7 separate regions of the Mus musculus genome follow, and all the other regions are linked to region 6. A link is a contact called in public HiChIP or PLAC-seq and promoter capture Hi-C data. All regions are on one chromosome and are shown on one strand. The core of a region is the stretch at or near the end of the contact, and the rest is flanking DNA. Distances in the headings are between cores, read along the strand shown. Region 1 has its middle 53 kb from the start of 1700112J16Rik. Region 2 overlaps Mef2a (myocyte enhancer factor 2A). Region 3 overlaps Mef2a (myocyte enhancer factor 2A). Region 4 holds the start of Aldh1a3 (aldehyde dehydrogenase family 1, subfamily A3). Region 5 has its middle 19 kb from the start of Gm33515. Region 6 holds the start of Adamts17 (a disintegrin-like and metallopeptidase (reprolysin type) with thrombospondin type 1 motif, 17). Region 7 holds the start of Lrrk1 (leucine-rich repeat kinase 1).

Region 1 (2,700 bases), core at 135-2,634, 330 kb after region 6:
CACTTCACACAGCCCTGCAGCCCACCTTACACAGGCCTCAGGAAGGGCAGGGTACCCTGACTCAGTTTCCCACAAGTTCCTTCTCACTACCCTCATCCCATTCTCTCTCAAGTGCTTGCTAGTTATGCCCTTTCTATCCTTTTCCGTGTCCTGTTACTCCCTCTCTCCCCATCATCTCTCCTTTCTTTCCCTTCCTCTCCAACTCAGAGGACCACACAACCCTGAGCCAGCTCCATTAAGATGAAAACCCATCCACTGGTCTCCAGGAAGTGGGGCTGCACCAGGGGCTGTGTTCCTCCATATCTTTACAATGCCAAAACCCCTTTTCTGAAAAGGCACGGCAGCCGTTCACCCAGGACCCTTGCAAACCCACTGTTCCTTAGAAGTTTTAGAGTCTCTGAGCGAGCACTCGCTTCCAGCTCACTACTGTGTGTGCCAATCGCACATTCAGCTAAGGATGTATCTCCTGCAATTGGCTTTCTTTGCCACTGCAGTTAATTTTAACATGCCAGCTGATAGTTATAAAACCAGCAGTCCTGGAAGTCCTGTCCAAGGATCGTTATGTATTAGCACAGCGTTAACAGAGAACATCACAAAGTCAACATACAATTATAACTGCCGACCTATCAAACACTGACAGGCTTTGAAAGCTCAGTGGAAACCAAATGCCATTTTATTAGATGGACTCGGAAGAGGGAAGAGTTCACGGAAGCGGTGATGTTACAGTGGGGTTGGTTTGATGTGCTAATAGTCTTTGCTAATATTTTCTTTTGTAAAGCAAACAGATCATATACACATATTACATCATAAATTCGCAACTGCGTTCTGTAAATATACCTCCACGCACACATACACATGCACAATGCAAAGTACCACAGAGCTGACATGGAATAATCTACTGTGACTTACCTAATGGCCCTGGGATGATTTTAACAGGGTCTCCGCATCAACTGAAGCGGTAATCATATGCTCAGTTAAGGCAAGAGGCTCCCAAGAGAGCTGCAACACCCATCTGAAGATACAAGTTATGCTATATAAAATTTATTGCCACTATGACTCATATTTTAACTACCCGTTTTACAATGCAAATCAATAAACTTTTATTGAGCAGTGTAATAGATGCAGGGTGGAGGGACAAAAGATGAATAATGCCCAGCCCATCCTGGGACAGATAGTCATAACAATATGTTTATTGTACCCTTCTCCTGGCAAGTAAGAAGCTCTGCCCAAATGTGGAAAAATATTTAAGTCTGTTCAAAACTAATAGGGTGGTTGGCTCTGAGCTCAAAATAAACAAACCTTTGCCCACGGAGAAATCAGATCTGCTGCCCTTCTGATCTGACTCGCCAAAGCCAATTTCTCTGAGTTTGACTGCCTCCCTCGCAAATGGCCTCAGATGAACTCTGTACCTCTGACATCGCACCACATAGTGACACTGTCTGTGCTTCACAGACATAGTGACCACCAGGCACAGTGAAGAGCCTGCCTGGTCTTTCTCTGAAGATCTACCTAGAGGTCATGATAGATAGACACAGCCTGTCTGCACACAGCCAGGTGCACTTGTGGGCTTGGCTTTCATGTGGCTATTTTGGGGTGTTCAAAGAGATAAAGGGGAACGCACATTTTAAAAGAACGGGAAATATGTGAAAGATCAAGGAGAGAAGAAAAAAAAAGATCTAAGAAGAAAAGACAGAATTGACAAGCAAAGTTAGTAAAACACAAAAGTCAAAATAGCGGATGAAATCCAGAGCGAAAGGAATCAAACAGAGGATTCAGGACGTGAGAGATAATACTGAAGAACTTTACCCAGAAGAGAGCACATAGGGACAGATGAATTTTCAAAAATGAAAATACAGATAAGTAAGAGCAGAGATATTTTGAAAGCTTCTCTCTAATAGTCTCTCCAGAGGCCGGAATAAAGAACATGGCAGAGAGGAGCTGCCTGAAGACACAATGGCCTAAGACAGACATCCTTACATCAAAAGGCACAGCTCCAGACACTGCAGTTCCTGGGGGTCGGGGGGAGTCATGTCCGATCCTTCCAGGGAAGCCTGAAGCTGAGTGTACTGCTAAACCCTATTCAAACTGTGTCCCAGTCCTGCATAGGCTAATCTGTGATTAAGCTTAATTTTAAATTAGACACAGGAAGAAAAGAAACAATAAAAATAGAATAATTATAATACTCTATCAACCTTAGCATATAATTTTTTCCCCACAGTTGAGGATATGTTTACTCAAAGAAAGCCCATGTTGGTTCCTTTTCAGCATATCTGAATTGCTAACAACACTATGGCTTTGTTTGAGGGCTGGCAATTAAAACAGAGATGGCCTCCATATAAGCACAGGGACAAACCACAGTCTATCTAATAACCTGGGTGGCTATTAGGTGATTAGCTGGCAATAGCATATGCTGTCTGGATACACCAGACCAAGGGGTGGTTCCCATCCTAAGCGAGGCAGAGAAGTGGGGTGCTTTATTGTGCCCCTTAGAACAGGGCACAGCTTAGAACTTATGAATGGTCTGTTTCTAGAATTTTCCATTTAATATCTTTAGGACTGCAGCTCTATTGAAAATATAAACATAGATAAAGGGCCACATTGCTATAGGAAAAATAATAAATAAAGGTAAATAAAGGCTACACATCATAGTGAAACTTCAGACATTAAGAACAAAGAGAGCATTTTTGTGTTACTGAGGAA
Region 2 (2,700 bases), core at 103-2,602, 500 kb after region 6:
TTGAAAATTAAAACCCCTACTGAAGACATTACTACATTTTGCAACTCACAAACATAATTAATAATATTTATTAGCAGGATTCTTTATAGTATCATGAACTTCTGGTTACTGAAAAACAGTCACTATGCTTTTAAAAATATTCATTTCATTCAATGTATGTATAATTGTGAAATAAAAATTGTCTTATTTATAAGACAATTATGATTGAAACTATATAAAAAAGAAGAGACAATTTAAAACAGGATCTTTAGAAGCAATCCCAAGTAAAGGAGCCCATGATTAATTTATTGGTTATCCCCATGCCCCTTGGGCATAAAGGTCCTCTAGGCCAACCACACAGTTCTGGCTAGCCTTGTAGCCCTGGCTGCCTTGAAACTTGTTTGCAGACCAGGCTGACCTCAAACCCAGAGATCTGCCTATCTCTTCCTTCCTCCTAAGTGTTGGGATTAAATGCCTGGTTAGTATTAGTGATTTTAATCAAGCAATTAAATCACTCAGCCAGTTTTTTTTTTCACTGTTAAAAAAATGAAGTAGGTACTGTATAATTCTCTGTCTATGGGAACGTTAATGTAATAAGAAAGAACAGTCTTACACAAAAAAATTCTACAAATGGTTCTTCAGTCATGTTTGTTTGTTTCAAACATCAAAGATGTGATGCATATAGCAGTATGTAATAGGACAGGTTCTGCCATAAAAGGACCTGTATTTAAATCTAAGCTTCAGGGAGCAAATTTTACAATAGTAATAATGCTCATAGACTTATGGAAACTAAGATATCTTTTTCTGTGTGTGTATGTGTGTGCATGCACGCATGTGTAGCCAGCCAGTAGATTCATATTGTGTATAAGTAAATACTAAAAATTACATTACTATTTAATTAACATAAAAATTATGAAAACACTTTAAACACTTTTGAGAGCTTATATAATGGGGGCATAGAGGCTAGCTGGGATTTTTTTGAATTGTGTTGAATCTGTTGATCACTGAAAGTGATATAATTTTAACATTGACCATAATACCAGCTCATATGTAGTATATTACTGCATCTATCTGATGTTTTTAAAATCTCTTTCAGTGACATACTACAATAGAGGTTTGTAGTTTTCAGGATAGAGGTGTTCCACTCAGTTTTGTTTTAAGCAGTGCCAGGCTTTCTAAATAACCAAGACTGATCTGAGCTTCCCTCCTGAGCCCCACTGCTGGGATTATAGACATGGACCATCACTCTTAGTTAATATCCTGTTGAGCCCCATTTTGGCCCTGGTTTGGGCCTTGAAGACAAACCCAAGCCTGGCTCGAATTTTGAGACCTGTCTCAATCACTTCTGAATCGGGTGACTCAGCAAAACTTTTTAGCCCTGCCTCTGCCCTACCATTGCTGACGTAGAGCTTTGCCATTGGTCCTGTCAGTCACTCCATACCCTGTCACCCTTCCCCACCTCCTATGCTATCTTACCCCACCAAAAATCCCCCTCCCTATGTTCAGAACTTATATAAACAAGAGACTGATGCCATGAAGTTAAGTTTCTGCTTCTACAAGACTCCCAGTTCGGTCTTTCTTTTGGGCTGTCAACATTCGACATCCCCCTCAGCCCTGGAGAAACCCCAGTGGGACCAGGACCTCTCGTCTGGACCTCCTGGCAAGGAGTCGGCAATGTCCTACTTCTTTCTTTTATTAATATATTCCAAAGTAACTTATTATCATTAGAAAACTTATTGCAACTAAGCACAATTATATTGGATTCTCTAAACACAAACACTCAACTTACAAGGGACTAAATCCTGAAAAATCCCATCATCAATTGAAACTAAGTAAAAAATGTTTATCTGACCTTTGAAGACCACAGCCCAGCCTAGCCTAGCCTAGCTTAAAACACCCCAAAAACATGTATGACAATTGGGCAAATCCAGACCTCTAGTCTGCTGTGCCAGGTGAGGAAAAGCTGTTTTCCTCCCCTTCCTCACTGGTGATCTATGGCACATGGAGAGCTGGCCCCAGGGTCATTAGAATGGGAAAATTGGCCATGTCCTTCACTATCTGCAACACTTGGAAGAGCAGGCTCCGCACCTTGCCTGGGCAGCAGAGTAGGGCTGATCCTGGTTTCAGGGGGGTTGGGGTGGTGGTGCTGGTGAGCTGGCCCAGAGGTTGTGGAAGCAGATCCAACAAGCTGATGAGCTCAGGTTCTTTTAATTGGCCCACCTCAGCATCTATCCTATCAATTTAAATGCTGGAGTACTGGTCCTAAAAATCCAAAACTAGAGGATCTCCATGACACAGGGCAAGAAAGAATATACAAGAAGAGTTCCTTTGAGGTTCCAGTATGAATAGAGTAAACCAGACCAATAAATCACTGCAATGAGCATTTGCAAGCAAAGAAATTGCTTCCACAACGAGATGGAGTTTTTTTGTTGTTGTTTTTTGTTTTATTCTCTGTTGTGGGGAAGATTGCAAAAGTAAAGGGCAGGTACGGGGATGAGGTAGATGAGTGGGATTAGGGTAAATGGAACCAATAAAAAAGTTAAAAAAACAAACAAACCCTTAAGAGCATCAGTATTCCTAAGACATCAGTACCTTTCTCAACAGTCAACCCTCCTTTACCTCAAAAGGAGACCATTTTCCTGATTATTTTGGTAGTAATACACAGTAACTCAGTCTTTAGTGAGTTCTCATAACTAAGTATCCTTCAAAACAAGTATTACT
Region 3 (2,700 bases), core at 6-2,505, 400 kb after region 6:
TCGCAGTCTCTGGATGCTCCTTCCTTCCTTCCGTCTCAGCTCCAAACTTTGTCTCTGTAACTCCTTCCATGGGTGTTTATGAAGTTGTAAAGAGTGTGATTGACTACACTTTTTAGCGATCTTTCTTATCTTCATGATTTCTACATTTCAACACACTCAGAAACTATCTCTGAGATTCTGCAGTTAAGTGTCATTTTAAGGAAGGCAAAGTCACACAGTGTCACACATTGGTATGACAGGTGGAGAAACAGTTCAGGCTCAGCACTGAGTCAACAATTTCAATGAGTTTTTGAGGGAGAGACTTAATCTGGTCTCAAATAAAACTAGGTAAAAATAGTGTTCAGATGGTTCTGTGTAGGCTATCCCTACTCTGGGCTTTTTAGAGTTGCATCTTCATGGCAACTTCTTGGTATGACTTCAAAGACTGTAGAAATAATGACCCTCCATACTTGGTCTGCCCACCAGCTAGATCCCTGCAAGCAGTGTGTTCCGTGAGTAAGTGACTTTCAGAACCACTAGAGGGCAACACAGTGATAGATAATTAAAGCATTTAGGACAATAATTTAAGGGTAAAGAGCAGGGTCTAGTAAAAGATGAATTATTTCAGTTTGAACCATAATGCAACCATTAGTGGCATCCTTAACTCAAGAATTTCCCCCCAAAGATATTCATTGTATAATCTAGCATCACATTTATAGCTAATCAGTGAGTATATTTCATATACCAATCCAAAAATGAGCAAGCACAGAACAAATAAAAGATCATCTCTTATTTTAAGGATAAAGAACAAAGAAACTTATTTGAAAAGAAACTGTTAAAAACACACCAGCATGCATAAACATGTCATCATAAGGAAATGAAAATAGTGGGTGCCTTTACACCCCATGCTCACATGCACTCCTAACCCCTGCCCATGCTAACACTGGAACACTCACAAGTTTTTATTCCCTTTAAATCGGAGTCATCTAATTAGACTTGGAATGCATATGATGACATCTGTTGAGTTTGGGTTTTAGTTCCCAACATAGAGGTAAGTTATTTTTAGTCAAGTTTTTTTTCCACAGGAAAAAAACAACATAAAATATGTTTTGGATAAACAGGTAAGAGCTGCTTTTAAAGACTCAAACATTCCTCGTAAGAAGCAAATGTGTGTGTGTTCAATCACAGCCACTTCTTTTTGTAAACAGGGAACCCCCTTGTGGTTCCGACTGCCTCATGCAGGATGAGATAATCAACTCTGAAAAAGGTGACCTCACCAAAAATGATGTAATCTTTTTGAAAGAAAGAAACATAACACAAGATTCTGTGTTACGATCTCAGGGACTCTGAGGGTGAAGTCATTTTCTAAAAACACTTTAATAATTTCGAAAGCCACATAAGGTATTTTGTGTACTTCCTTAGCAAAAAAAGCTTAAGTATCTTGTGTTCATGGATAGCTATTGTTTTTACAAGTTACTTCAATATGTCTTCTCCTTTACCCATCAAATAAAAGGGACCAATATATACAGCAATAAACATAAACATAACTAGGATCAGTAGTGCCAGTAGGTGGATTTCTTGATTAAAAAATGTTTGGATAGTGGAAAACAAATAGAAAAATATCTTTGTAACAAAGGAACAAAGGTTAAATAAGAACATTTAAAATAATTAGTACTATTTATATATTTTTCAACTCTGTTCAAGCAGGAAACCACACTCACCAACTCCAATTCCTCTTCCTCCGACTGTACTCAGCACATAAGAGGGATAAGAGAGTTAACTAAGACTGTTGGAACTTGCAACAAGATCTTTCTTTAGAAAAACATGGCATTTGGATTCTAGTAGCTGTTTGCAACTTTACAGAGGTTCTATACATATCAAACGATGCATATAGTACTTGCCTCTACATTATAGTTGCTTTTTCAAAATAAAGGAAAATTCTTTTAAATTCTCTAGCCAATGATTTAAAGCCCCATCCTGTCCCTTAATCCCACCTCCTCTTACATGGGTCTCTCCTACACACAGCATTGCTTCTGAGACACTTCCAAGTTTAACACTGTGCACATATACATTTAATCCCTGCATAGCTACCCCATCTGGCCAGACAGTTTGTATACATGCCTGTCTACTACCAGACTCTATTGTTAGAAAACTGCTGTGTGTTTTATTTTCCCAGTGGCCAACACATTATAAGACACAGTAAGTGTTTACTAATAAATGCTATAGTTTTGAGTAATAATATATGTTTACCATTTGCAAATAACAGTGTTCCCATGAATAAAACTATCTTAGTGGGGTAAAGCCTTGCATATGACAAAGAAGAGACTGGAAGGGAACTGTTAAACTTTAAAAACAGTAAAAATGAATAAGACAGGTTTTCTCCTTTTAAGTGGTTATGAAATACTTCTATGCTAGAAACAGTCTGCTCATTGATATTTCCTATTTCACTTGAGTAAGTCAAGTTTCTTCCAATTTGTGAAGTGTCCTAAGCCTCACTGGTTTCTCTGCAAATGAATAAACTGATCATTTACTCAACAAAACAAGCACTCAGCGTACAAGTAGGCAAATATAGTTCAGCTGCTCACTTAAACATATCATTTTGTTATCTCCAATTTACAAGACAGATGTCAAAATAATATCAAACTCTTGCTGTATGTAAAATACAGTGTAACTTTACAGAGATAAGGGTATAAATAGCTTATATGACAGTTTTAATTTTCC
Region 4 (2,700 bases), core at 81-2,580, 410 kb before region 6:
TCTCTTGATTACAGAGCCTTCCTTGGGAAAACAGTTCATGTAAATGTCATGCAATTTATATGTCGGCACGGCCGACTTCAGGGGGACTAAGTACCAACATATCAGAATCTGAAGCCCACACATAGCGACCTGCCACTTTCACCTTTTGATTAAAATTATTCAAGAGGGATAATTGCTACTTTTGAAAATAAAAACCCATGAAGGCGGCTTCTTAGCATCGTGTCAGCTGGAGTTGAGCTCGGTGGACAAGACAGGAAAATAAGAGGGGTTGAGGTTTCCAGACCTGAAGCCGATGGAGCGCTGTGGTCCCTCAGACGCCCGCCAGTACACCTAGCAGTCAGAGCAGCGCATCTCTGAATTTAGACTTGTTCTTCCTCTCTGAGCCTTCTCTGCTCCCAGACATCATTGTCCCTGAAGCTCTGGGCAGGTGAGCTCACCACTATGCTAGTTCCAGCCTCCCAGGAAAGGGCAAACACCACCAGGCCTGCCTATGGTCTTGTTCAACCCGCAGCTCCTTCCCTGGGCCCAGATCGAGAGGCCTTGAGGAGTACTCCTCAATGACGTCCATCTTTCCTCCCCTGCTCTCCTGGTAAGCTGGGATCAGACTGAACACAATGGACAGGACGGACGGAAGGACGGACGGGGTACTAGACCCTTCTCTCATTGCCCAGGAAGACTTACTTCCAAGTTGCAGTTCCTGGTGTGCCTCAAACTCATCCTGGAGTGCTCAGGTATCTCTAGCCCCCCTCCCCCGCCCCCTAACCCAGGTCCTTCAGCCCAGAAAGCCCTCTACCAAGAAGTCGCCCTATGCCCATTCACCAAAAGCACCAGCACTCAAAGTGGGCGGTGGCCCGGACACTGGGGGTGGGGGTGGGGGCGGCTCTGCAGGCTGCAACTCCCGCACCGTGGGCGCTGCACTCACTGCATCGCTCCTGCTCCTCTTCTGGCTTTGAGGCTTAGATCGTTCAGCCAGAGGTGCAGGTTTCCATTCTGGGGTGCCCCTCAAAAAAGTGCAGTTTCCAAGGAGCCGGCCCCCACCAGAGACGCTCAGGTGTGGGCAGCTCCCTGCGGACTCCCAGCACGGTTGTATCTTGGTCCCCACTCTCCCTACCAGGCTGCTCGGCGCAGGAGTCCCAGGCCGTCGAGTCGACAGCGCACCCTCCTCACCTTGGTGAACTTGACCTCCAAGTTGCGGATGGGGCGCGGCAAGGCAGGCGGTTTCCCATCCGGCTGTCCGTTTTCCACAGCCCCGTTGGTGGTAGCCATAACTGGTTCGCACTCTCCGGTCCGTGTCCCCGACGCACCAGCTTGGCCTGGGCGGTGCGCAGCCTGCTCTGGGTGACAGCTCCGCGCCTTTATGCAGCGCCCCACGCCTCCCGCCCAAGGGGGCCGCCTAATTGGCTGCAGGACGGAGGAAGGGAGGGCGGGCGCGGGAGAGGAGGAGGGGACCCGGCCGCCGCTGCTACCCCTCCTGTTGTCCCTGCCCCTCCGGGAGCGGGACGGTCCCAGACCGACCTAGGCTGCGGCCAGAGAGCTCTGTCTGCGCATCGCTGGGCGGCCACACCGCGGGCTTCCGCAGCCTAGTAGGCTGCCCTTCTGCGAACTTGGGGGCCGGGGGCACCAAGGCCGGGAATTCCCAAGGGTCGGACATCCGTCAGGGCAGGGAGCCGGCTCGTAGCGATCGCAGTAACAGGCCTCTCTCTGGGCAATCTCGAGATTTTGTCAGAGGCACCTGCGGTCCCCGGACCACCGCAGCGGCTCTCCAAAACTTCGGCGGGAGTGAGCGCTCTCTCCGGGACCCTGCGTTGTGCCTCCCAGGATCTAGACGTCTTGTGGTCACCACCCGTGGCTGCCTCAATTTGGGGTCCAACTGCCAGAAGCCTGCGCTCCATCCTTCCCAAGCTAGGGCCGCCAGCGGAGGAGGTCTACTCTGAGCCTGGCTGGCAGGAAACTTCCGTCACACCCACGACAGCAGGCTAAGCGACAGCTCTTATGCGCAGCCTTATGGAGTTTTGCGGCTGATGGTCCTGTGACCTTCATATAAGTACGCACAACCCTAGGGAGGCAATTATTTTAATTTTTCAAACGCACAAATTAAACTTCCGTTTTAAAAAAATGGAAAAAAAATCCCCAAAACAAAACATGAGATCTTTGCAGCTAGTTGCTTTCAGACTAAAAGCTCTTAATGTTTATGTTGCTCAGAACTGCCAAGAGGGGCTGTGGGAAAGGCATGTCCAACTCGTTTAGGAAACGCTTCTTTCAGCCCAGGACTTAAGACTTAAGCTTCATCCGAAACCCGGAGAAGTGTCTCACCCACGTGTAGGGTGGCTGCATCAGGGGGTGAGGCTTGAACTCCCCACAGAGGAGGGGGTTTAGTCCTTAGAGAGATTTGGCCATGTGCTTCTGTGTAAGGTACCTCCCTCTGCCTGTTCTAAGGACTCAGCCTCCATTTCTGTTCCCCATGTCCTTCCTCACTGTCTTGTCACTAGGAATCCTTCTGGATAGTGGAATAAGCAGTAAACCTTCAGAAGGCCCTATTTGAGCTGTGCCCTCTCAGACAATCTCCTGCTATTAAGGATTGAGCATGCAGGTGAGAGTGGGGATGGGGGGCTGTGGGCCCCCAAATGAGCAAGGACTGACAGGCTTCTGAGAATCTTCCTTTGACACTAGGGTCACCAACATTCTTCCTCCATCTTTCCT
Region 5 (2,700 bases), core at 58-2,557, 390 kb before region 6:
TAGGGGAGGAGAGAGAGTCGTGGGCAAGGGGATGCAGACAGACAGTTGAGGGGCTGGGAGGAAAGGGGTGGGTGTGAGTGCTGGAGATCGGAGGAGGCCAAAGGAAGCTCAAAACCACAGCGGCTCCTTGGGGAACTGTGGACTGGTCTAGAAAGAAAAGAAAAGAAAACAATTCCTAGCAGTCTTTGTTTTCTGGGTGGCCAGACAGTAATTTCCCCCAATGCTCTATGGTTCTGGAAAAGCAAGCAAGGGATGGGTCACAGGGGCTACTTCTGAACACCTTCCACTCCCGTCACTGACTCGCAAGCTTCTGCCATCCACGGCGTCCCACCGACAGAGCCACGGTGACTGGGCCAAGCCCTTAATGCTCTGCCTAACCAGACTCCACAGTTATTGTTACCTGCACTGGGCATGAGTGGGCGAGACTTCCTATGCAGAATCAAGATCATAAACTCAAGGTTTTATTCTGAACTCCAAGGAGACTCTGGCTTGGCTGGGCCCAAAGGATGTAAAAAGCAGAGGGTGGTGAGAATAAGATCCGTGCACCTCTTTGTCTACATCAGTCAGGGCAGGGCAGGGGAGGGTGTTCTGCAGTAACAAGCAGCTATAGCAGAGATGTGGAAAGCCCCAATAGTTTATTTATTCTGCTGTCCATGGTGGGTCAACTAGCTCTCTATGTCCTCTCCTCGTGGTCCACAGTGGGTAGAACCATACCACACTATTGATATCACTCCCCATGCTTTGATAGAGGGAGAGAGTTGGTGACACTCTACTGGCTCTTGAAATGCTCTCATCGAGGTGACACATAAATGGTTTGGGTCCCTTTCATTAGCCAAGAATTTGCATATACTTAGTTAACTTTCAGCAAGGAGAGATAAACAATTCTGTCCTGATTCTTAAAGCTAGAACCAGAACTATTTGGACTGTACTAATACTAGTGACTAGTGCTAATGAGCTGTTTGTAAGCTAATGCTGTGTAACAAATAGCCCCACAGTGCAGAGGCAGAAAACCTTAACCATTTCTTGTCTCACTCAGGACTTCGGCAGAAGCTTAGATCTTGAGAAAGCTCATGCTTTCTCGTGAAGTTGAACACAAGATGTGGCCAGGGCTGTGGGCATTAGAAGGCTTGACTAGGGCTGGGTAGGCTGCTTCCAAGAAGACGTACCCACAGGGCTATTGGCAGGAGGCTTCAAAATTCCTTACTGTGTGGGGGTTTGTCTACTGTGGAGCCTGAAGGTATTCATGATGTAGCAGTTGCTATTTTCCAGAGGGAGGAGGGAGAAAGAGGGTGAGGCAGACACTAGCTTCGGAAATTTACCACTGCAGGGTGTGGCCTGTTAGAACCAGGATCTCTTCCTGGTAGACTGAACCCTGCCCTTTGTGTAGAAGGTGAAGAAAATTTTAGCTGAACTCCTCAGAAGCTAAATACATACCAACTTGTCAGTTCTGTGCTACAGCAAGCTGACAAGCCACTATCCTGTAACCTCAGATTGTGGATGACACTTGAGGGCTCAAGAGCTTCTGACCACCCTGGCACAACTGGGATGGAGGTGTTAACCAATGTGGCCGGCAACGGAGGGGGCATCACAGAAGCCCTGAGAGACAGCTCCATAGGAAGATGGCCCAAATGAAGCGATGGAGTCTCAGGGAGAAGAGCCCACCCAGCTGCTGTGGAAGAGTCTCTGCTGGAGGTGGTGGGGTGGTGTTTATTAAATTTAAAAACTGGCACTGCATTGGTTCTCAACTTTCCTCAGGGTGCAACCCTTTAGTTCAGTTCTTCAAGTTGTGGTGACTCCCCCCAGACACAAAATTATTTTTGTTACTACTTCGTAACTGTCCTTTCACCACTGTTATGAATCGTGATGTAAATATCTGATTTGCCGGATATCTGATATGTGTCTGAGAACCACTCCTTTGGTCCGTTAGAAAAGTTGTCAGTGCTGAGGTATCTAATTAACGGAGTTTGAGTTCTACTCCCATCCCCAAAGGAAAGAAAATTGGAAAGGAAGGGAGGGGAAAGAAACAAGAAGAAGAAAACACAAGTTGTCCAGGGAGAGTGTGGTCTGTTTTCAATTTCAATGCCAGTATTTGTAGAACGAGGGATGGGGGAGATGTCTGGGCAGCTGAGTCTGAAGGCATCTCCCAGGATGTGAGCATCTGCATATAAGGAGAAGAGGGCAGCACTGCCCCAAACAGGCAGGGTACACAGAAGGTGTGATCTCTTGTTGGGAGAAGTTTGAGGATGCTGGGCAAAGAGTGGTGGATTCCCTCAAATGGCCTTGTTACTTTTCAATCAAGAATGAGAAATCAATAACAATAATAATAATGACAATGAGGATGACGACAACGATGATGACGATGGAGATAAAATTTTAAAAAGAGCATGTGGACCTTTGGCCAAAGTAGATGGGTTTCTGTGACTTAGTGGATCCAATCAGGTGCTGCCGGCAGCATTACCTTATGGGGCTGAGACAGGCAGAGGAGTCTGGAGGCAGCTTGGCTCCTAGGAAGCCTCCTTTGTCCCTTCTCTGTGCATACATGGGTGAAAGCCTTACAGGAGTGGATGGCTCAGCCACACCCCTCACTCTGAGTGGGCAGTGGGTTACCCCATAAGCACCTGTCCAGCGCCTGTTCACAGCGGACCAGCTCCTTCCTTAGGAGCTAGTTCGCTCCACCCCATCCTCCGTTGCTCTAACACG
Region 6 (2,700 bases), core at 31-2,530:
GGCTTCTCCTTTTCTTCCTGTTTCCCATGACATGGTTGAGGTCACAGTCAAATTCTCATGGTCAAGTGAGGCAAAGCCCTACTCATTCATAGCCACCAACAGAGCCTGACCCATGCTGCCAGTCACCCGAGGGTGCCAACCGGTGAGTGACAGCCACTAGATCAGAGACTGGCTCGGCAGCACATTCTGTGATACGCCTTTGTGGAGAGCTGCAGACAGCTTACCAGGACAGGGGCACCAAACTTAGGGAAACTCACCAGTGTTTACCTCGTCTCTGGATGCTTTCTGGTAATTCAGCCCTGTGATGAAGTCTGGATCCTGTGATGAGGGGTGAGTAGGGGCCTTTTTGAAAACAAGCAAGCAAACAGACAAAAAGGGAGAGATGAGGAGCCATCTGTGACTGCTGTGGTATCCCTGTGCTCAGTCAGTCCTGCTATCTGTAGGACAATTTTAAAGAGGCCAATGGGATTACCCATAGGGGTCTGCTAGGGATAATATCTGGCTAGATTCTGCTGGAAAATTGAACACTCATTCTGTTCGTGAAAGGCTGGGTTCAAGTTCAGGCTCTGCCTCTCAGCTCTCCAGGGTCCTGCGATGCAAAGCGCAGCTAATATACCTCCCTAAACACACCTGACCTAAAGTCAGGATCACAGACACAAGACACGGCTCTGACAGATACTAGCTGTCCAATTTAAGCAGGCTCCTTACATTTCCTTTTTCTCAGTTTCCCAGTCTTCAGGGGAGTGTTATTATGCTCTCACCTTCTTGGATTCTGTGAAAGTATAGACTGCAAGAAGCCTGCGGGGTGTGGACAAACACCATAGATATAGAAGTCAGGCATGAATTCAGGTGTGCTAGGAACACTGGGCTGCGTCTTTCCAGCCCAAACTAATCAAAAATAGGAGTCACTTCAATACATAGAGATTTTCTTTTTCTTGTACTGAACTGGTTGGTCTGGCCTATCTTCCTAGGAAGCCTCAAAGGTGATCTCCCAAATGTGAACAAACTGAAGACCAGGCTGGTGTCCTCCTGGCTGCTCCAAGATGCTGCAGCTGAGCCGGCTCGCGCCTGCCACCTGGTGTCACAGCCTACCTACTGCCTAGAAACCACGTGTAAGAAAGTGCTTACAACCTAACTACGCACGTTGGTTTCGACCGGCCCTAACCAATACGGACAGGGAAGGCGGGGCAGAGAAAAGCAAAAGCCCAATCACCGCCTACTTTCCAAGGAGAAGGTGGGGCTTAGTATTTACCATGTTGGGTTTGTCCGCAGCGCTAATTACTTTTTCCAAAGGCTGCAGGGCTGCACTCCGGTTGGCTTCGCCGCCTCGCGAGTCCCTGCTCTATCACTACAGTCTTGGGGGCTGCTGGTCCCAAGTACCATGTGTGACGGCACCCTGCTGCCCCCTCTCGTCCTGTCCTTGCTGCTGCTGGTGTGGGGGCTGGACCCGGGCACAGGTAGCGTTCCTAGCTCTCGCGGCCACCTTCCCGGTGCCTTCCCGAAGCATCCCGGCGCCCGGGTGCATAGGTGGACCGCTGACAGCATCCCCTGAGGAGGAGAGTGAAGGCCGCGGCCGGAGAACTGGTCTCTGGTTCCCTCTCGGCACGCGGATGGCGAGCTGACCCCCGGTGCGATCGAGTGGCTTCGCCAGCTTGGAGAGGCCCGGCTCGGGGAGGGAAGGGAGTGCGGGGTCACGGCTGCGCGATACCCACGGAGCCTTGCGAGTCAGCGCCGGAGCGGCCGGCAGCCCTGGTGGCCAGGCTGGTGCTGACGCGTGTCCTCTCTCCCCGCAGCTGTCGGCGACGCGGCGGCCGACGTGGAGGTGGTGCTCCCGAGGCGGCTGCGCCCCGAGGACGTGCACCTGCAGTTGCTGCCGGGAGCAGCGGGGCTCCGGCGGTGGCGGCGACCGCGAGCATCTCCAGGTGGCCATCGAGCAGGGCAAGGAGAGCGCGCCCTGCTACTGCACCTGCCGGCCTTTGGGCGCGACCTATACCTGCAGCTGCATCGCGACCTGCGTTTCCTGTCCCCAGGCTTCGAGGTGGAGGAGGCGGGTGTCTCGGGGCGCAGCGGACATCCTGCCGAGCTGTGCTTCTACTCCGGACGAGTCCTGGGCCACCCGGGCTCCCTCGTCTCCCTCAGCGCCTGCGGCGCCGCCGGCGGCCTGGTATTGCCCGCGCCCCCTATGGGTCTGCCTTGCCCAGTCTGTTACTTCTCCTGGGGTGGTCCCGCGGAGGGCTGGGCGGGAGAAGACCTACCTTCCCATCTCCTTCACTTGGCCCTTTCAGACTGTGCCTTCCTAGGAGAGAGAACACAGGGGAAGGCCTGTTATTGTCCTGGCTTCTGTTGTGTCCTGAACCTGGCCGAGGTGGGGTTGCATTGAGAAATTAGCTATAGCTCACCTAGAGGAAAGAATATGAACCTGTCGTTCCCACTCTGACAGCATCAGCACAGGTGTGTATGTTTTCTGCACGTTATGGGGAAGCTCTAAAGTGTTCATTCCCTGTCTAGGAATGGGGTATCTAAGCACTTCTCTTCTGTCCCTTGAGCCTTCTTACATTAGGAGGGGACCCCAGGCAGGCCATGGTTAGTCTCATTTTTGCTAGCTGAAAAGGTAAGACCAAGAGAGGAACTGTTGTCAGTATCTCTAGTGCCTTACTCTGCAGTAGGTATTTATTTATCTGGATGCTCCCTCGGTGAGAA
Region 7 (2,700 bases), core at 79-2,578, 450 kb before region 6:
CTGAGCCATCTCCTTAGCTGGTTTATTTAGTTAGTTATAATAATTATATCCAAACTATTAAGGAGACTGTTGTAGGTGTGGGGGAAGGAAACGTTTGGCTGACTAGAAAAGCCCCTCTAAGGACAAATTAGGTGTTGGTATGCTATATTCTTCTGGAACATGAGCAAGGACAATGAAAACCAAATCACAGAAAGAATTCAATGCTAAAGTTTTTCAAAGTGTACAAATCGTAGGTCCTTTGATGCTGCTATGTGAGTGTGAGTGACCAACTCATCAAAAATAGGTTATTTGGTGAGAATTTGCTAAGAGAATTTGCCTTTAAGACCCTATCTATCCTGCTCCGGTTTTTGCAGGGATGAGCATCATGTAAGAGAAAAACGTAATGGCCTCAAACTATTAAAAGCCAGACTGAACTGGCTGTCAGCATCCCTAGAGTCTCTCCATTGCTGTCTTTCTTACTGCCCCTCCAGGAATTCTTGTTCTCATCCATTAAGGACTGCCACTGGCTCCAAGCAACAGAGCCCATAGGCAAAGTGATGGGACCACAGGGTGAGAAACATGCCCCACGCGTGGAGCAGGGGAAGACCTCCAGACCATCCAGCACCACCCGGCTGTCCCGCACGCGCGGGAAGAGCCTCGCTGGGCCTTTGCCTCCAGCCACTCGCGCCCACGAACTCCCACGCTTAGACCCCACCCCCACTCCCAAGTTAAAAGTCAGGCTTTTTTTTTTTTTTTTTTTTTTCCAAACGCAAAAGAACTTTGTAGTCTCCCTAGTGTTTCCTACTTTTGTTTCTGAACTCGGCTCCCCGCCCCCGCCCCGCTCCGATCCCAGGCTGGTTTTCGGCTGCCCCAGCTCCCGGGTTCTAGCTCTGCACTCGCTTTAACCCTTCAAGGGGCGAGGGTCGCTGCGCAGCCCAGAGAGGCAGCGAAGAGACCCCGGGCAGCCCGAGTTCCAGACGCCCACCGGAGCTGTGACCTGCGGGTCCCGGACACAGGCCGGGGTCCGGAGCACGCGGTCGCCCGGGGTACGGGGTGCTGAGCTGGGGAGAGGAGCTGTGGGGCGAGGCGAGACGCAGGGCACAAGCAGGCGACGGCGGCTGCACGCGGGGACCCGGGCGCGGGACGGGGTGGTGCGGGCAAAGCTTGGATCTAAGGTGCGGGCTTCGCTCGGGTCCTCGGACAGGGCGCGGGTCGGAGCAGCACTTACCTGCGGCGGCAGGGTCTGGAAGCCGCGGATCGGCGACATCAGAGGGCCGGGGCCTGCCGGTCCTACCGTACTCTGCCCTGCAATGCTCTGGCCGCCGGGGGCCAGACGCACTTCCTCAATCCTGCGGCCGCCTGGCGGGCGGAGAGGGCGGGTGGCGCGGAAGCAGGGCTGTGCCAGAGGGTCGGCCGCCCCGACCTCCCCTGGATGGCCTGCCTCGGTTTCCCTAGCTGCAAGATGTCGGTGACCAAGCTCACTGCTCTTGTGCCTCGGTAGACGCTTGGGTCTTGAAACTTTGTGGACTCCTCTCCAAATTTGAATGCTTTGCTGCCTTCCCTGCGGACAGGCACAGTGACAAGGTTGTGCCTTTCCTACCCTGCTCGAGTAACAGATTAATTTTTATCCTGTTTGCTGGCCATATACTGTGACTGTAAATATTAAGAGAGCGAGAATATTAATGTGTGTGCAGGTCTTTATGGAGCGGTGCAGAAACTACATTTTAAAAGTTGATGTTTTGTAAACTGCGCTTTTTCACCACACGAGTTCGCTAACTTAAATTATGGACGTTTGCAAAGATATTACTAGCTGATGAATATTTTTCGATTTTCGAACTCCGGAGTAGCTGGGATTACAGGAGCATGCCACCCTGACTGGCTGCTTGTGGCGATGAGGTGGAATGTTGTCAGTTGATTCCACTGAAGTTAATAACCAAACGCGGCTATACACTCAGCAGGCAAGCTTCGGATTCCGCTCGTTTTCCCCGAGAAAAGATAATCCTTGGTAGAAAATCAGTACTGGACCGAAGTGCTTCTTACTGGTAAGAATGAATATTCCTGAGACCAAGTGCAAAGAACATTGACAGACCGCCTCACTGGCAGCTCACAGAATTTGAGAAGCCGTGGGCCGCCTGAGATATTTTGGGAACACCTCAAGTGTTTGTTTAGAGTTGGAGTTTGTATCCCTAGTTGGCAAGGCCACAACCTCGCAGCTCTTCTACGTTCGCTCTTCTTTTCCTCCATCGAACACTGTTACAAAAATGTAGGTGGGGTTCTGCAATCCTGTCCTCACCACCGAGGTCCTCAGACCAATTAGCAAGGCCAGCAACATGACTGCTATGGAAAAGTCCCTAATAATTTGCAAGGCATGGCGTCAGCAGTTTGAATGAGCCTGGCTTGGTGGCGCCTTCAGGGCATACATACATCACTGCCACCTAGCGTTACTAAAAGGAAGTCCATGTCTAGAGCCAGGACCAACACACACTAAGAGGACTTGTGTTGCCTATGCTTAAGTGGCAAGAAATTTTCCACTTTAAACAATCTTAGAAATAGGTTAAGAAAAGTGCCCAATTTAAAACAAACAAACGAGCAAACAAAGGTCTGGAATATTCGACACATATATGAGCTTTTTTTGAGATGGCCATATCACAGTATTCAACTGTACCCAGTAGGTGTGTTTTAATCACAAGTTTGCAAAGGAGACAATTACAGAATAGCTAA

What was found. Promoter capture Hi-C pulls out the DNA fragments that hold promoters and counts their contacts. HiChIP or PLAC-seq counts read pairs in DNA pulled down with a chosen protein or histone mark.
Region 1: a contact with region 6 is called in a promoter capture Hi-C map of liver. The contact joins the enhancer-like site here to the promoter of Adamts17 in region 6. A contact is called at or near these places in 18 of 39 promoter capture datasets (the 3T3-L1 cell line, the C10 cell line, the HPC-7 cell line and 13 more), 3 of 484 Hi-C or Micro-C datasets (the C3H10T1/2 cell line, embryonic stem cells and liver), 9 of 115 datasets of contacts at active chromatin or transcription factors (VIP interneurons, astrocytes, craniofacial prominence and 6 more) and 3 of 9 other capture datasets (adipose tissue, embryonic stem cells and liver).
Region 2: a promoter capture Hi-C map of embryonic stem cells shows a contact between it and region 6, with 2.7 times the contacts expected there. The contact joins the enhancer-like site here to the promoter of Adamts17 in region 6. A contact is called at or near these places in 5 of 39 promoter capture datasets (embryonic stem cells, hippocampal neurons, liver and 2 more), 2 of 484 Hi-C or Micro-C datasets (DN3 thymocytes and granulocyte-monocyte progenitors) and 1 of 115 datasets of contacts at active chromatin or transcription factors (astrocytes).
Region 3: a contact with region 6 is called in an H3K27ac HiChIP or PLAC-seq map of microglia, with 5 times the contacts expected there. The contact joins the enhancer-like site here to the promoter of Adamts17 in region 6. A contact is called at or near these places in 6 of 39 promoter capture datasets (cranial neural crest, embryonic stem cells, liver and 1 more), 1 of 484 Hi-C or Micro-C datasets (pro-B cells) and 12 of 115 datasets of contacts at active chromatin or transcription factors (SST interneurons, astrocytes, bone marrow-derived macrophages and 8 more).
Region 4: a contact with region 6 is called in a promoter capture Hi-C map of embryonic stem cells, with 2.8 times the contacts expected there. The contact joins the promoter of Aldh1a3 here to the promoter of Adamts17 in region 6. A contact is called at or near these places in 11 of 39 promoter capture datasets (the 3T3-L1 cell line, embryonic stem cells, hippocampal neurons and 5 more), 21 of 484 Hi-C or Micro-C datasets (the C2C12 cell line, the HL-1 cell line, the N1E-115 cell line and 13 more), 2 of 115 datasets of contacts at active chromatin or transcription factors (embryonic midbrain and stem cell-derived neural progenitor cells) and 2 of 9 other capture datasets (adipose tissue and pancreatic islet).
Region 5: a FOXA1 HiChIP or PLAC-seq map of pancreatic cancer cells shows a contact between it and region 6. The contact joins the enhancer-like site here to the promoter of Adamts17 in region 6. A contact is called at or near these places in 10 of 39 promoter capture datasets (the 3T3-L1 cell line, embryonic stem cells, hippocampal neurons and 5 more), 5 of 484 Hi-C or Micro-C datasets (embryonic fibroblasts, liver, muscle stem cells and 2 more), 2 of 115 datasets of contacts at active chromatin or transcription factors (embryonic stem cells and pancreatic cancer cells) and 1 of 9 other capture datasets (adipose tissue).
Region 7: a contact with region 6 is called in a promoter capture Hi-C map of embryonic stem cells. The contact joins the promoter of Lrrk1 here to the promoter of Adamts17 in region 6. A contact is called at or near these places in 8 of 39 promoter capture datasets (the 3T3-L1 cell line, 3T3-L1-derived adipocytes, embryonic stem cells and 3 more), 1 of 15 datasets of contacts at CTCF or cohesin (embryonic stem cells), 1 of 484 Hi-C or Micro-C datasets (embryonic stem cells), 1 of 115 datasets of contacts at active chromatin or transcription factors (microglia) and 2 of 9 other capture datasets (embryonic stem cells and pancreatic islet).

Annotation. Positions count from the first base shown.
Region 1 is chr7:67,167,892-67,170,591 of GRCm38.p6, forward strand. No RefSeq gene overlaps it. Among named protein-coding and RNA genes, the nearest start is that of 1700112J16Rik, 53 kb to the right of the region's middle. Within about 2 kb of position 1,385, at least 22 of the 459 cell types and tissues checked have an H3K27ac peak or open chromatin away from gene starts, as enhancers often do. A contact at or near this core is called in liver, where this site is marked.
Region 2 is chr7:67,340,914-67,343,613 of GRCm38.p6, forward strand. The region is part of intron 2 of Mef2a (myocyte enhancer factor 2A); the gene reads right to left. Among named protein-coding and RNA genes, the nearest start is that of Mef2a, 31 kb to the right of the region's middle. Within about 2 kb of position 1,353, at least 18 of the 459 cell types and tissues checked have an H3K27ac peak or open chromatin away from gene starts, as enhancers often do. A contact at or near this core is called in embryonic stem cells, where this site is marked.
Region 3 is chr7:67,242,821-67,245,520 of GRCm38.p6, forward strand. All of the region lies in intron 8 of Mef2a (myocyte enhancer factor 2A), which reads right to left. Among named protein-coding and RNA genes, the nearest start is that of Lysmd4, 22 kb to the left of the region's middle. Within about 2 kb of position 1,256, at least 83 of the 459 cell types and tissues checked have an H3K27ac peak or open chromatin away from gene starts, as enhancers often do. A contact at or near this core is called in SST interneurons, bone marrow-derived macrophages, forebrain and 2 more, where this site is marked.
Region 4 is chr7:66,426,147-66,428,846 of GRCm38.p6, forward strand. Aldh1a3 (aldehyde dehydrogenase family 1, subfamily A3) reads right to left here and starts at 1,331. Exons shown (of 13, transcript NM_053080.3): 1 at 1,168-1,331. The coding sequence starts at 1,266. It overlaps Gm33515 (a long non-coding RNA gene), which reads left to right and starts at 2,501. Exons shown (of 3, transcript XR_391552.2): 1 at 2,501-2,590.
Region 5 is chr7:66,445,809-66,448,508 of GRCm38.p6, forward strand. No RefSeq gene overlaps it. Among named protein-coding and RNA genes, the nearest start is that of Gm33515, 19 kb to the left of the region's middle. Within about 2 kb of position 1,308, at least 25 of the 459 cell types and tissues checked have an H3K27ac peak or open chromatin away from gene starts, as enhancers often do. A contact at or near this core is called in embryonic fibroblasts, pancreatic cancer cells and trophoblast stem cells, where this site is marked.
Region 6 is chr7:66,838,455-66,841,154 of GRCm38.p6, forward strand. It overlaps Adamts17 (a disintegrin-like and metallopeptidase (reprolysin type) with thrombospondin type 1 motif, 17), which reads left to right and starts at 1,281. Exons shown (of 23, transcript NM_001033877.4): 1 at 1,281-1,457; 2 at 1,794-2,164. The coding sequence starts at 1,382. Gm33627 (a long non-coding RNA gene) reads right to left here and starts at 1,337. Exons shown (of 4, transcript XR_391554.2): 1 at 1,253-1,337; 2 at 258-342.
Region 7 is chr7:66,387,013-66,389,712 of GRCm38.p6, forward strand. Lrrk1 (leucine-rich repeat kinase 1) reads right to left here and starts at 1,329. Exons shown (of 34, transcript NM_146191.3): 1 at 1,208-1,329.